Regions from separate parts of the Gossypium hirsutum genome. Here region 2 is linked to region 1. The links are chromatin contacts, called in public Hi-C maps. All regions are on one chromosome and are shown on one strand. Each heading gives the region's core, a stretch centred on a gene start, on an enhancer-like site or on the middle of the called end of the contact. The rest is flanking DNA. Distances are from core to core; before and after follow the strand shown. Region 1 holds the start of LOC107899396 (DNA-3-methyladenine glycosylase). Region 2 holds the start of LOC107899401 (protein trichome birefringence).

Region 1 (3,543 bases), core at 241-2,740:
ACAATTAAATTGTAACAAAAAAGACATGATAATAACATAACAAACTAAGACATATTTAAAACACAATAGGACACATTAGATATAAAACTAATGAAAATTACAATATTTAATACTTAAATAATAAGACACATTGAAACAAAAAAATATGATTTTAAAAAGTTGTGGAATTAAGACAAAGTAAAAAGGATGATTGAGCTTCAAAATTCCACGTGCAAAATGTTGCATGAACTTGAATCTTTAATAGATGCCAAATAAAGATTGAACTTGTCATATTCAGCCCAAACGTGTTGGATCAAACCTACAAGTGTTCTTTGAATCTCTTAGCTCTAGCCCGCATCATAGGCCTAATAGGAATTTTAATTGGACCATCAGAAATATCTTACATCCTACCTCTTGGAGTCTAATCAACATACGTCCTAAATAATATGGAAATGGGCAGCTTGATGTTTGGTCCAATTAACATTCCAAAGATCACGTCACTAACTAATTTAATAATAATAAAATTATATGATATAATGTCAATAATATATAAAGAAATAAAAAGAATGACAACTAAAAAAAATCTTTCCATAACATACCATTTTCAATGGCTTAGATTTAATTCTTTCCTATGTTATCCAACGGCCCTGACAAAATTTTCATATCTTTCTTTAATTAAAAATTTAAACAATCATCTACTCTTTTTGTAATAATTGCACTCAATGTTCTTTCACATTAAATCTTTCATTTTTATTCTAACACTTCTATAACCTTACAATTTAGTTTCTACCTTAAATTAATATCTTTCAATATATTAATCTTTTCAATTCCCTCAAGTATCCAATTATCTTTTCTACTAACACTAATAATTCTTATTTTATTGGCTTCGAAAATTTTAAGTTGTATATTCTCGAATTAACACTATTTACGATTAAGGGGGTTTTAAGGACGTTACAATAATTTGGAAAATATAAAATAAAATTTTAAATTTTAGATGGTGATTAAATTAATTAATTTCAATATTATAATAACAAATCAGTTGACATTATCAAGGGATAAAAAAATCAATAATTTATTTAATTTATTTTGATGTTTTGAAATTTAAATTTTCAATATTTAAAAAAAAAATTTAGAATTTCGACAATTGGATAAACAAGTACAATTTGATATTGTGTATTATTTTAGTTTCTATCACTATTTCACTTTAATGCTTGATGTTTTATTTACCCCAATCAATACTTAAAAACGATATTTTTTTTGGGTTACTAAACTTAAAGCGACTCGAAAGTTGGGTGACAAAAATGAAAGTGCAAATATGTTGTAACATATACAATTAACTGCCGTTAGAGCTTGTGACTGAAATGAAACTGCCCTAAAAGTTAGCTGACAAAATTATAAAAATTTAATTTTAGGTGATCAAATTGAAAATATTCTAAAAGTTGAGTGGGTCGTTTACCCAAAAAGTACCCAACCTTCAAATTCTGACCAATATAAAATAATTCAATGTCCTCACGTCTCTTTCAGCTCCTACACTTTTGGTCCAGATGAACCCAACTCCCCAATTTAAACCAGTTGCTTCGAAATCCAGGAAAACAGTTCGGTCGAGCCAATGCCTGGAGGGACGGAGGAGTCAGAGTTCCAAAGCAGCGACCGTTAGGACCCGGACCAAACCAAGCCGTAAACAAACTCGGCCGCAATCTTCTCCGGTTTCTCTCCCTTGTTTTCGCAATACCACGATACTGCCCCCGGAGTTCTTTCAAATTGACGCTCTTGATTTGGCGCCACATTTGCTTGGCAAGTTTTTAAGGAGAGATGATGTTGTTCTTCAAATCACTGAGGTAATTTTTGGTGCATTTTTGCTGACTTTCTTCCCAAATTCTTTTTGTTCTTCGGAAAATCGAAATGGAAGTTCGAAATTTGTACTTTTTGGGTGTTGGGGCTTTCATTAATTTGAGCAGTTGAATTTTGTTCAAATGCCCATTTATTTGCTTGCTGAGAAGAAAACCAAAGAAAAACAAAGGCTACCTACTAATTGGGTTTGGTCAAAGTTTCATTCCCCCCCCCCCGCAATTAATTTTAATTCCATTGTTATGTATTTTCTAATTTGAATCATTATGTTTTAACAGGTAGAGGCTTATAGGCCAAATGATTCAGCTTGTCATGGTAGATTTGGAGTCACTGCAAGAACAGCCCCTGTTGTGAGTTTAGCCCTTTTGCTTTCATCTTTCACATGTTCTCGCTAATCTGATTATTGCTCCAGTAATACCTTGATGATTTTAACACTATTTATGTTTATTTTGGTACTAATAATAATAGATATTGAGTTCCTCTATGTGGTTGTTGTAGTTTGGTCCTGGAGGGCATGCTTATGTTTATCTTTGCTATGGACTTCATACGATGCTCAATGTTGTTGCTGACAAAGAAGGAGCTGGGGCTGCAGTGTTAATACGTGCATGCGCTCCGGTGTGTGGTAAGTTATAATATTATTATCCGGTATTAACTAAGTATCTGTTACTTCTATAATCATCTGCTTTGTTTGTTATCTATTAAATTGCTAATGTTTCTTATTTTTGTAGCCTATTTAGCCTTTCATTGTTGTGAATGCGTAGTTGATAATCCCTTGAATTGTCCTTATTCAATTATTTGCAATCGCCTACTTTAACATCTCATAATATAGTAACTGTTAAGAATTTTTGTGGGAATATTCATTTCTAGTTTTCTTGTCCTTCACAAAAATCTCGAATCTTTCCATGCTTTCTATCTTTGGGTCAGAAAACAAAACATAATGTTTGTTGAAGGCAATATGTGAACCCCGCTGCAGGTTTGGAGACTATCCAGGAGCGTCGTGGTCAGCAAACTGAAAAGCCTATTCTTCTCACTGGACCCGGAAAGGTTAGAGTTTATTATTTCCTCTTATTTCTGGATTATTTTGATAATCTCTCTCTTTGTTAAGTGCTAATGGAAGATAATTTTCATGTTCCTTTTTATGCAATGTGGATTTGTTGGTTCAATTAGCATAAACAGTTTTTAAATATTGGTTTCAGATAATTAATTAAGAATTCTTCTCAAGTGCAAATAAAATCTTGATCCTCTTTTACCTTGACATATTCATTGCATCACCTATATGCAATTTGAACTTATTAGTGAGATGAGCTATAATGACAAAATTTGGGAGAGGGGGAGGGGGGATGATGAAAATTATCCAAAACGAAAGAAAAGAAAGTGATGAAATGAGTTCAGATTTTTCATTTATCAAACATTCAAACTCAGCATTGGATTTGCTACTAAGAAGGTTTAAAGTGAATCTAACAGTTTGGAATGATGCCAAAATTCCAAGCCTTTAATGGCTTCAAAAAAGAACTGAAAAAATGTACCATGTATACGGCCAACCCTGCATGCAAACGGTCGGGTCATTTCTGCCCACACATGTGCATATGTACTTCACACTTTGTTTTCTTTTCGTCTGCCTCTTTTTTTGTTACACTTTCTTGAAGTATTAACTTTCACTTATCTTTTTACTTTTAAGCTTCCAAGTCATTTATGTGGAAAAGAAAAAGTTTTAGG
Region 2 (3,620 bases), core at 645-3,144, 320 kb before region 1:
CTGATGATTTTCCAACAAGATCAAGCCGCAATGTCTCCTTCTTTGCTCCAGTTTTGTCTGGCATTTCCCATTCTCGGACCAAGAACGGAGATACGAAGAACTCTATAGTGAAATTATAATCCTGTTCATCATCATCCAAGCCAACCCCAAAAAGGGAAACAAAATAAGTTTCATTAAATTTCAAGTACATTACCTAATGTACCAAAGATAAGCAATGAAAAACCTACTTTGAATATGAAAGAATACGAAGCTTCCCCTCGAAAATAATGTCTTCCATGTGCTTCATAAACATTTTCGGGGTTTTTTGCAGCATTTCTCAGAATGCAAACTAGAGATTCCCACATATTCCTATTTAAAGAATCCCCGACAAAAACAAGCCTCTTACCCCTCAATAACTCCAACATGTGACCACCATTCAATCTTCAAGGGGAAAAAAAAAGGATCAGTTTCATGTAATTAATCTTATTTTAATAATAAAAGAAAACACAATTCAACAGTTTATATTGCAATCTGTAAATGAAAATGCAATCAACAGTTTAGATTACTAACAGAATCAAATAAAATCCCTAGATGACTAATTCAAAGATCAAACATGACCAAATTCCATTAAAGAAAAACCAACTCAATATCAAACCGATCAAACACGCTCAAAAGTATTACTTGGACGATAAGACACTAAAAACAACATTAAAAGAATCAAATACCTTGGTAAAGTGCAGCCTTTAGGCTTCCATTTCAGTTTCTGATAATCTCTATCAGGCCTTCCATTGGCAACGCAACTAAACTGCTCATCAATGAACGAACAGGACCCAGGTTTATAAAGTGGATATGAATCATCCTTCAACCATTTTCCATCGAATAAATCGCAGTTCATCAAAGAGTCGATTAAATTATCAATTTCCTGTTTAGCTGTCAACCCTGAATCACTTCCATTGCTTGGTTTGTTTGTTAGGGAAGCTGAGTAGTTCGACACCACACCCTTTTGCCCTACGATTTTCTCTCCCTTCCCAGAACTTAACTTGTTGGAAGATTCAGATTTAGCTGGAGAATTGGTGCTCCGATTAGCTGCCTCCAGGGTTTTCTCTGTGACCGTTGTTGTCTGATTAGATTTCAGAACTTGAGCTTTATCAGAATTCTCTTTCTTTCCAGTCTGGTTATTTGTACTTGGAGGATTTTGATTCAAGTTAGGAGGAGGAGAAACTGTGGTCTGATTTGCATGCAAAACTGAACTTTTGGTGTTGTTTAAACCACTGTAGGGAGACCTAAAAGTTGTATTTTCGGAGCTGGGGCGTTGTTTATTTATGTTGAAAGATTGGGTTTTGTTGGTTTTTTTGGCAGAAAGTAGGTCCTCACTTGGATTGTTGGCTACTTGAGTTGCAGTGTTATTAGATCTGGTGTTGCTATTAGAAGAAGACGGAGATGAAAATGGAGAAGGAGAAGTGATGTTAAGAGTTCGTGAAGAAGAGGTGTTGGGAAAGAAGTAATCGAAGAGGGAAAATGATTGAGATCTGTAAGAGCCAGCAGATGAAGTAGCTGGAGAGGAAGTTGATGAAAAGATGTTGGTGACCCAAGGAGAAGAAGAGTTAGAAGAAGGGCTAAAAGCTAAGAAAACAGTAAAACCGACGAAGGCAAACATGAAGAAAGCCACTGTTCTCCTTGTTTTGATGATTGAAAACAGAGTCTTAAACTCTGCCGTGACTGCAGTCGTAGTTCCTCCATTGATAGGCGTGTACTTTGCTATATCCGCCATGGAAGAGACCAAACTTGATCTCTTTTGAGTTTCTATCTCGCAAAACTCAGATATAGAATAAAAAACAGATGAGATGGGAAAGTGAAAGAGAAAAATTAGTGTTTGGGGAGAGAGAGTGGAGAAGTGGGACGACTCTTAAATATGAATACGACTCTACACAAACAGATACTAAATTTTAAGTTGATTTTTCAGTTCAATAGTGAATAAAATGAAATACTAGATCAATCTAATTACAAAATTAGGACAGGTTAGTATTAATCCATTTTCGATTCTGAGTAAATTTTTAATTTGTCGGCCATTATTTTGGTAGAATTTTTTATTTTTAATAAATAAAAAAATTCCATAATCAAGTAATCATATATATATATATATAATAAGGTATACAAGTTGATTTTGTGACAAATGACGCATTTTCCATTTTTTTTTAGACTTTTTTAGATAATCTATTTAATTTTTCATTATCCATTTAATTTCTTTACTTTCAGAAATTATTGTATATATTTCTTCTCAAATTAGCCTTCCAAAATATTTTAAATATAAAATTATATTATTTTTATTTAGCTAAATCTATAAATAAAGTACTATAAATAACGTGATAAATATATAAAATAAAAATTGGACAAATGAAATATATTTACTACAAAGCAAATATAATTTGAAATAAAAATATATTTGTAATAAATATATTATTTTCAAATTACAATACTTAAATAAAGTTTGGATTAGTAATAAAAATTGGATGTCTAGATTAAAAGTATTTTAATTATTTATAATTATGCATTGTACGGGTATTAAATCAAACTACTAAAAATTTTAATATTAAACCTAAATTATCTAAATTTATACAAAAAATTATAAAATAATTTAATATGATTGAGTTTAATTAATAATTTATTAATATCATAAAAATATAAATTTTAAATTATTAATAATATAATATTGATGTTTAATATTTATTAATAATTTGGTTTAAATATAATATAATTAACATATTTAATATATTATTGTTTATAATATTGCACGTGCATTAAATATAATATATTAATAATTTTGATGTTTAATTAATAATTATTTTAATTATAAACAATAATTAGATATTTAAATTATTTAAAATATACTAACATTTTAATATTTTTATTTTATTGTACAATCATAAATAATTTATTTAAAATTAACATATTTAATAATTTTTCTAAAAAATATATAAATAAACTATAAATGATTTAAATAATCTAAGTTATTAATATATTCTTAATAAATTTATCTAAATAATTATCTAAACAATAAATTATCTAAGTAATTTTAAATAAATTATCATAAGTAAACTATGATTTTCTTAAAAATTAAAAATAAATTAAATAAATTATATACAGAAATATATTAAAAAGTATCTAAATAATAAATTAAGCTAATATAGATAATAAAGAGATTTCTTTTCAAATTTTAAACCTAAAGGTGGAGCAATTTTCAAATTTTAAACAAGAAGAAAGAAGAGTTATGGATGATTTAAAACTCTAAAAAATTTCTATAAAAAGGAACCTATGAGAAAATAAAAGGATACAGATAAATTTTTAGAAGAATATCGGAACCCCAAAAGAATTTCAAATAAATTAAATACCAATAAAATTTACACCTCAATGTGAAAACCTAAACCCTAAATCCACTATTTTTTTCTTGATAGTGTATGGCGAAGGCGATCAGTGTCGAGTAATGGCAGAGGTTCATCTTCAAGAAAATAAAGAAAGATCAATCTAAGGGTCTGTTTGATAGGGGAAAATATTTTCCGGAATTGATTTTCCACATTTTCCGGTGTTTGTTTGCTGGAAAATATTTTCCTCATGTAAAACCAATTACAAACACGGGAAAAAGA

Evidence for each region. A called contact is a pair of places that touch in the nucleus more often than the background predicts.
Region 2: a Hi-C map of leaf shows a contact between it and region 1, with 2.3 times the contacts expected there. The contact joins the promoter of LOC107899401 here to the promoter of LOC107899396 in region 1. A contact is called at or near these places in 2 of 34 Hi-C or Micro-C datasets (both in leaf).

What each region holds. Positions count from the first base shown.
Region 1 is chrD04:23,389,204-23,392,746 of Gossypium_hirsutum_v2.1, reverse strand. It overlaps LOC107899396 (DNA-3-methyladenine glycosylase), which reads left to right and starts at 1,490. Exons shown (of 6, transcript XM_041091263.1): 1 at 1,490-1,817; 2 at 2,106-2,177; 3 at 2,326-2,449; 4 at 2,801-2,871. The coding sequence starts at 1,524.
Region 2 is chrD04:23,707,196-23,710,815 of Gossypium_hirsutum_v2.1, reverse strand. LOC107899401 (protein trichome birefringence) reads right to left here and starts at 1,894. Exons shown (of 5, transcript XM_016825103.2): 1 at 705-1,894; 2 at 228-420; 3 at 1-121. The coding sequence starts at 1,750. LOC107898423 (a long non-coding RNA gene) reads left to right here and starts at 3,343. Exons shown (of 4, transcript XR_001684396.2): 1 at 3,343-3,620.